2 separate regions of the Mus musculus genome follow, and region 2 is linked to region 1. A link is a contact called in public promoter capture Hi-C data. All regions are on one chromosome and are shown on one strand. The core of a region is the stretch at or near the end of the contact, and the rest is flanking DNA. Distances in the headings are between cores, read along the strand shown.

The links. Promoter capture Hi-C pulls out the DNA fragments that hold promoters and counts their contacts.
Region 2: a contact with region 1 is called in a promoter capture Hi-C map of erythroid cells, with 7 times the contacts expected there. The contact joins the promoter of Pir here to the promoter of Siah1b in region 1. A contact is called at or near these places in 3 of 39 promoter capture datasets (erythroid cells and liver), 7 of 484 Hi-C or Micro-C datasets (embryonic stem cells, nephron progenitors, reprogramming fibroblasts and 2 more), 1 of 115 datasets of contacts at active chromatin or transcription factors (trophoblast stem cells) and 3 of 9 other capture datasets (adipose tissue, liver and pancreatic islet).

Annotation. Positions count from the first base shown.
Region 1 is chrX:164,073,860-164,077,973 of GRCm38.p6, forward strand. Siah1b (siah E3 ubiquitin protein ligase 1B) reads right to left here and starts at 2,634. Exons shown (of 4, transcript NM_001308385.1): 1 at 2,328-2,634; 2 at 1,719-1,810.
Region 2 is chrX:164,267,344-164,271,550 of GRCm38.p6, forward strand. It overlaps Pir (pirin), which reads left to right and starts at 2,088. Exons shown (of 10, transcript NM_027153.3): 1 at 2,088-2,334.

The DNA of each region.
Region 1 (4,114 bases), core at 1,384-3,883:
CAGGGCTAATTCCTTTCAGTGAAACTACAATCAATGCTGGAGAAAAGAAACTGCCAGTGGCAGTGTGTTCATGATGCACTTTCAAGCCTCGGGTGGAACTAACCTAGCACTAGTAATGAGTTTCCTCTCCTACATGAATTAATAAACTGCAAAGAAGTTGAGAAACCCTTAGAGCAAAGTAATGTTCAAAAACACTAATTCATTGTCAATAGTGGATACATATTAATCATTTAAAAGATATTAGACATTTCATTAAACTCATCAAGATCACATATACACAAGTCTTGTCTCCGTGGTTTTCTAACAACATCATCCTTCTCAGGGGAGGTCTGGACATGTCTTGAGACCCTTTTGAATGTGATCAGGGGAGGTCTGGACATGTCTTGAGACCCATTTTAGTGTGATCATTTGGGGGAAGGTGCTATTGAGAGGTCAGAAATGCCCTTTAATAGCTACAGGGCTCAGGAAGATGCACACAATGGAGAATAATTAAGTCCTGGAGCTGAGGTGGCTCCATGGTCAAAGGCTCTTCCAGAGGACCTGAGTGAGTTCCAGTCTCAGTGCCATGGCAGGCTGCTCCTACCTGCCTGTGACTCGAGCTCCAGGTGACCCAGCAGCCTCTTTCTACTTTAGTGGACTCATGCAGAAGCCTACACACATACCCATAGTTAAAACTAAAATTATTATCTCCTATTATAATTACTCCCTTCTGCCTGGCATTATCAGGACCTGGATATTGTTGGGATTCAGGAGTCACCCCACAAACCACATGAACACCAACCTCAGTCAAACAGGGATGGTTTATTAAACAACACACCGTAGGACTGACTGACACAGCTCAGACTTTGGGAACTATGACCCCAAACATTTCTCAGGGCCAGCTTATAAAGGCTAAAACAACTAAAACCACAATGAGCTCATATGCCAATGTTGGAAGTCACATAACAGTTCTTTAATTTGATAGGTCCTACTGGTGAAGCTTATAGTTGTGGAATTTCTTAAGATTAACAAACGTCATAACCTCGGAACATAACAAGGTATGTGGTCAGCATGACCCTGCTTTGAGTCAAGTTATTTTTCTGTGTTAATGACTGGTACCCATATTACTGCAACAATATGAAATAGCTGGCAGGCATGGAACAAAATGTCTACAGCTATGTTACGGCAGGAGACCTCAACAGACATAACTTACAGGAAAGGACTAGAGAGGGATGTGAGAAAAACCATCTTCTAATTCACTCCATTTTCCATGTTCACAGCAAGGCACACACTTACACACCATCCAGCTAGAATTAACCCTGAACTGCTTGAAAATGTTAAAAATCTAACCTCTGGACAGGTTGAGATCCACAGAAATAAACAGAAGTATAGAGACCTGCCTTATCAAAAAAAGACGACCTCAAACAGGCCACACTAGACTCTGAGATAGTTGACACTGGTTGCAACTCTCTCTCCGTTTCTGCATAACTTCAGCATGCTTAAAGTTTCAAAAAGAAAAGCTTTGTTGTGCATACTAGTCATGCTCACAGTTCTTCGGGCACACACATGCCAACCAAACTTTTGGATAGCAAAGGGGAGATTGGCAGACTTACAGTCCAGAAAGCAGGAGAAAAAGCAACCGTGGTTTTCAGAAGAGATTATTCAAACTAAGGTGTACACATTCAAATTATTTCTCAAGCTTTTTCAGGAAAAGACAAACGAGGTGGAGTTATACTTACAAGTTTCCAGCAGCTTCAGTCCAGTAGCCAGCCCTTAATGCCTGCTGTCATCCGGATCCCAGGCACTATTTTGAAGTTCCTGGTCTCTCGATCTGGAGTAGGGCACAAAAGAAAAAAAAAAAAAAGATGTTAAGAACTTGAGAAGTGGAGACGGGTCAGACTTGTGTTCCCGACACTACTGTGCTACCAATGCCCACCCTGGAGGGTGGCGTTATCCGTCCCCCCCCCCCCCAATCCGGATGAGTTCCAGCGTCTTCAGCCTCGGTGTCTAGAAATGCAGTCGCCCCATCTCCAAACCGGATCCAATCCCCAGGGGTTAGTTAGTGACCCTGTACTGACGAGAGCGCCCTGGGAAGCCGGTTCCTGGGGGAAGCTCGAGTAGCCCCTCCGTTATACTCTCGGACCTACATCTTTCGGGTCTCCCCGGACCAAGGTACCTCAAGACAGTGCGTGTAAAGGCCAAAGGGGTAGTCCTTGTCCCCACAGACAGGCCCTGCGACCCCGCGGCCGCGGTCACACACAGTCGCCCATCCTTACCGAATTCAACCTCCGCGCGGGCTCCCGGCACGAGGCTGCCAGCCTATGAGGAGCTTGCTTACGCCCCCTTACCTCACGCCGCAGCCTCGCGAGACCTTGACTCCTGACCCGCCCTCTGTCTTGGGCCCAGAAACCGGAAGTCCCGCCCTCCGGTAGCTCCGGTTCCGGCTCAATCCGGCTCTGGCTCGCTCCGGCTCCGGCTCCGGCTTTCGACCGCAGCTCTACAGGGAGACCGCTGAGGAGACCCTGAGAACAGCCACAAGTGACTTGCCCAGGCCTTTGATCTCGAACAGCGGCATGCGATCACCCTTGCGCCTAAGACCACAGGCCGATTTTCGCGCTCCGCCCATGTCACCAGCCCGCCTCCATCCGTCGCTTAGACCACGCCTTTTCCTCCGGGCTGTACCACTAGCTCCTTCTTATGGGTGATGCCGTTACCATGGTGCCGAAGCCTGGCTGGGTCACGTCACGTCACGTCCCCTCTTTCGTTAGACTTTCTTATTGGCCTATCAGAGCTTGGCTTGAGAGCAAGCTATGAGCCCGCCTCTCAAAGAGACCTCTTTTCCCCTGCAAGCATATTTTACTGCTTTAAGTCTAAGACACCTCAGAGGTTCCCTAATCACCTACCGTGGCCTTCACCTTGGCCGCCCCTCTCTCGCCAGATCGAGTGTCTCTCTTGAAAAAGGATACCCCAAAGTCCCTCTTGAAAACAGTCCAAATTCTAGATGCTAAATAAATAAATAAATAAAAAGTAAAGTAATGACACTTTTATTTTTTCGTGTTTCTGCCAGTGGTAATTTATGAGCAGAAACCGATGGGAAACAAAACTGCTTGCCCAGTGGTGGGGTTCAGTGGTGGAACTGAAACCTCGCAATTCCTTTTCGTGCCTTTTTTTTTTTTTTTTTTTTTTTTTTGGTTTTTCGAGACAGGGTCTCTCTGTGTAGCCCTGGCTATCCTGGAACTCACTTTGTAGACCAGGCTGGGCCTCGAACTCAGAAATCTGCCTGCCTCTGCCTCCCAAGTGCTGGGATTAAAGGTGTGCGCCACCATGCCCGGCTTTTTCGTGCCCTTTTAATGAGACCTGGGGAGCCAACCCAGTGTTTCTTCCAGCCTCTCACTCAGCAGGCTTTAAATTTTAGACAGGTACGTGGAGGAAGCACACTGCCCTTCTAGTTCTTATGACTTTTTCTAGGCACCAGCTCTCCCTCATACTATGAAGCTCTCTAGACTGCACCACACTTTCATCTCTGCTTTGAAGCCCTCCACCCCTACCCCATACTCCGACATTACTCTTATAATTTGGCTCCCACAGAGACAATGCTAACCCAAAAAACTCTGAATGGGCACACAGGGAGGAAAAAAACCGTTCCATTCGCTCTTTGTTCCTACATTCAAAATCTGTGACTATATTCTGAAAGTACAAGAAGCCTGAAAGAATCTTGAAGTTCTTTGCTTCAAGGACAAGATAAATAAATAAAAAAAGATGTGATAAGAGACTGGATAGGTGGAACCAGTGCTTGGTAAGAGCTGGTGTGTTGATCCAATCGGCAGGAGTAGCTGGGAGCATGAAACCACTGGCCATTTCCATAGTAGTTACTACAGCCCTCACACAATCAAATTCTCAACAAATATTCACTGACAATATCGCCTTTTCATTTGTGTGGAGGGTTACAAGTTTCCCCTCCATCACACAAAGATTAGTTCCATGTGTCAGCAGTCACGATTTTGTGATCACTTTAAAATATGAGTTTCCCTCTCCTCCACTTTCCACCCTTGTGTGGCTTGAAGACAGTGTGTGTATGCACAGGGTAACAATCCTGACCTTAGACGAGCACAGAGTAAAGAACAGGTTTTTGGTG
Region 2 (4,207 bases), core at 838-3,337, 190 kb after region 1:
GTTCTAGACAGGCACAGGAAATTAACAAGAGACAGGTGTGTATGTGTGTTCATCCCTCCGCACCGCCACACAAGTGGCTGGGGCTGAGAACGTTCAAAGACATCAAAGAACTTTCTCCCAAGCCAGTGAGAAGCCACTGAGGGCTCCAGGCATTTGCTTTCTATTTGCCTGCCACTTGAAAAATGGTTTGGCCAGTGCTGAATCTGAAGGCAGGAGGAGTGGGTGGTGATTGGGGAAGATGGATAGAGGCCTTCAAAATGGGAAGGTTTGGATGCGCTGAACTCTCTGAATCCACAGGCTTTTGTGTTGAAAGAGTGTGAAGGCAAAGCTTGCAGTCCAAGCCCCAGCACCTGGTTGAACGTTGGACTGGTTGAGGAAATACAAGACAGTTTATTTATATGGTCTGTAATGTGCCAGCCAGGGTGTTCATACTTCTGTTTTATGTGGAAACTATTTCAGAAATAATTACAGATGGGAAGTACCAATACCTTATTAGTCCACAGCAGTTTGAAGTTTGCATGCATAATCTGTTAGTCTTGAATTGCTGAAGGTAGGCAGAGTCAGTTTGAACCCCACTGATATGAAAAGCTCAGGGAAAAGAGTTAAAAAACAGAATTTATTGTGAATGCGTTTTAATATAGATTTGGGTATCGGCATTAAGGAAGACAGATAGCCATTTCAAGAAAAGACTATATACACCCAAGTGTGGCCATGAATTGAGGCAGGGAGGGGAGAGTGCAACTTTATGAATTTGCATGTCATCCTTGTACAAAGGCCATGATATTTTCCTCTCTACTGTTCCCATTTTTAGTGTGTTCTGCCCAATTGAGCACCAAGGAAAAGTCTTTGTTCTTCCACTTCCCCATTCTTCTACAGCAGAAATCTGTAGTCTGAAAGGTAAGAATGCCTTTTCACATCTTGAGGTTGAAGAGCTTGGGGATCTAGCTCAGTTGGTAGATTGCTTGCCTAGAATACACAAAGCCCCGGGTTCAGTCTCCAGCACCATGTAAAACTGGGCACGCTGGTGAATGCTTCACTGTAACCCTAACACTTGGGAACTGTGGGAAGGAAAGTCAGAAGTTCAAGGTTATCCTAGGCTCTCTAGGGAGGTAAGACCAGCCGGGGATATGGGGAACCATGCCCCCCAAAAACCAGCTGAAATATAAAGTCAAAAGAAGACTTTCATGACAGCTGAGAATTGTACGAATTCAAAACATAATCTTATGAATTCTAATTTCATTATCCAAAATCAAATTTTTATTAAAACACAGCCACCACACTCAGCAGGCGTTGTCTCTGGCTGTTTCTGGCTACAAAAGCAAATGGGAGCAGTCTCCACGGAAGACCCACAGAGCTGGAAAGTAAAAAGACATTTACTGTTTATTCCTTTTCAGTTTCCCAGGCTCGTAGTTTTGTTTTTGTTTTGTTTTTTTTAAAGAGGCATCACTTTCACTCTTTTTCCAAGAAAAGACAATGAACTTCCGGGTATCTAAAGAACATTGCGTATGGTAGCCTGTCTTCTGATTAAAAGTCCTAGGAAAACTAGATTGCTTCCTGGCTGTGGACAAACCCTCACCTCCTGAGGCTAACTCTCTAAGGCCTGCTCTTGAAGCCCAACAAAACTCAAGCCCTTCTATGATTCCCTATTAGAGTGTGCCTTCTCTTTCAGCAGGAACAGAGATTCTTTGGTTCTTACATCTGCTCTGCCTCTGCCCCATTCTCATTGGCAAACAGCAAGAAGCGTATTTATTTATGAGAGATAACTGTGTAGTACCTATGCGGAGACATGCTCATTTCATTCTCATTACAGCCTTACAGTCTTGGTCCTGTCAGCTTTACCACGCTCATTTCACTGGGGATAATGCATAGAGAGGCTGAGTCACTCCCCCAAACGGGACAAGTGGTTAGAAAACATTCTTGCTCATACGAAGCGTTGGGTGACAAGATGACTTGAGTGAGGACAGGTTTTCCAAGAGATTCTAAGGGGCTGCAGAGCACTTGAGTGTCCCATACATTCCTGGGAGGCGGGCAGCGCGCCCCCAAGAGGCCGGGGTGCGCATCACTCTTTGGACCGACTTTCAAAAGGCAGATCCAGAGAGCCATGGGGCGGAGTCAGAGAATCCAAACCCAGGGTAAATAAAGGGTGTGTCCCCCGGTCCAAGGCCCCTGAGACCTAGAGACTCCCGCCTTCTGGAGGCCCGCAACAAAGCGCTGAGTCACGCTGACTGACGGCTGGCGCTCCGCAAACCTGTCCTCCCTTTGCTGTGTCCCTGCCGCTGTGGAGTCTAGGCACCTCCGACTGTGGCCTCCCTCCTGGGCCTGCGCTACTGCCCAGTGAGTGGCCTGGGGAACTCAGCCCTCGTGAGAGTGGTGTGTGTATGTGTGTGTGTGTGTGTTGGGGGTGGGAGGAATGCTCCGACCAGTTTTCATGATGCTGTCTTTCCCAGCTCACTACTGGGGCTCGGAGGGGAGCTGAGGGAGGGAAATGCTTAAATAGCCACCACGATTTGAGATGATAGCTTGGTTTTTCTCTTGGCAACACACTGCAATTAGTTAACTGCTTTATCCTTGTTCCTGTGTATAGGGCCTAAATGTGGGAGTCTGGAAGAAGCCAGAAAAATTAGGTGGAGGCAAAACTACTTACTAGTCGCTTATGTGTGGATGATTACGGGGCTGGACTCAGAAGTTCATTTCTGTCTCCCACATTTCATGGCCCAATAGATGCATGTTGTTTGCCTGCTAGAGAGGATCCGTTTTAGGATCTGCCTTCACAAACTGAAGGGTGCTTCTATGTTGAGTCCCTATAAAGAACAGCAGCTCACTTTCTTACAGCCCTATTTACATCCTTTGAGGCAGACGCTTCTTAATCCCATTGTATAGATGGAAAAGCTGAGACACACAGCATCCCAAATGAAAGCAGCCTGGAATGTGGCAAAACTGAGATGTAAATCTGAGGTGTCCAGTTCCAGAATCTGCCTGTTATTAAAGTGCTTCTCTTAGTTTAAGGAATCTTTGAAGGATTGGTTAGAGTTCATATGGTGATCAGATCTGGGGCTTGGAATTACTTGTCTGCAAACACCTGAAGTTAGAAGTGTGTGTGTGTGTGTGTGTGGGGGGGGGTGATTGTATTTGTTGTGTGATATTTCCTTGGTTAGGACTTAGACTTCAATCAATAATGGAACACTTTTGAATAATAAATGTAGTATATGTGTTGTTCCTGAATCATCGGTTCCATTGCCTGGGGTACTTCATAAATGGTTTGTCTGTGCTTTAGAGGACTTTATTAAGAAGTTCAAAGATTTCTTGCCTAAAAAATTACCTGCACAAGATCTACATAAAATTAAGTCAGCCAGTAAGAATACCAACACAGATGGGAGAAGGTTCCACGAAGTACCACCCCTAACTGAGGAACTTGGGCAGTTGGAGGCTGCTGGGGTAGGAAGTGTCAGTTCTCTTTAAGGAACTGACCCCTATTAGGATGCCCATGCTTCAGTAGATGACCCAACACCCATTCGTATAAGAATGGGCATCACTTAGTCTCAGTAGGCTATGGAAAATACAAGATTACATTGGGAGTGAGATGTGGAGCAGGGGTCTGAAAGGAGTTGGAAGGGGAACAAAGGGTTGCTATGATTAAAAAAACCCGCATTGTAAACATGCTTAATATTATTAAGAGATGAATTTTTAAAAATGGCCACGGACTTTAGAGATAGATGAGTATTTGAATTCAGTGGCCCTTGCAGATTTCCTTCCATGCCAGCATCATCATATTCTGGTGAGAGTCACATACCCCTAGTGTTTTCCATTTGCTTCCAGTATCACCAAAAGAGCTCCCACTTCCATCTTCCACCGCATGTCGTGGGGTAGCCATTGAAGGGTGTGTGCACGGTGTGAGGAGGTCAAGTATGCCTGCCACTGAAGGGAAGCGTAGAAAATGTTCTTTAGATATCCCTGCTGAGTTCTTCCAAAGAGTTGCTATTGTGAACTTTTGGACAAGATGACTGCAGGATTCTAAGAGGTAACTGCTAATAATAGGGTTCTAGGTACCTCGTAAATACTAATACATGCACACCATAGCTGTGTTTCTAAAAATCACCTAATCTAGGCCATGATCATAGTCAGTATTCAGTAAATTGCCACTATAAAGATTTGGAGCAAGTCTAATGTTAATATCCTTAGTTTATAATCTGTAGATATTTCCTCCATT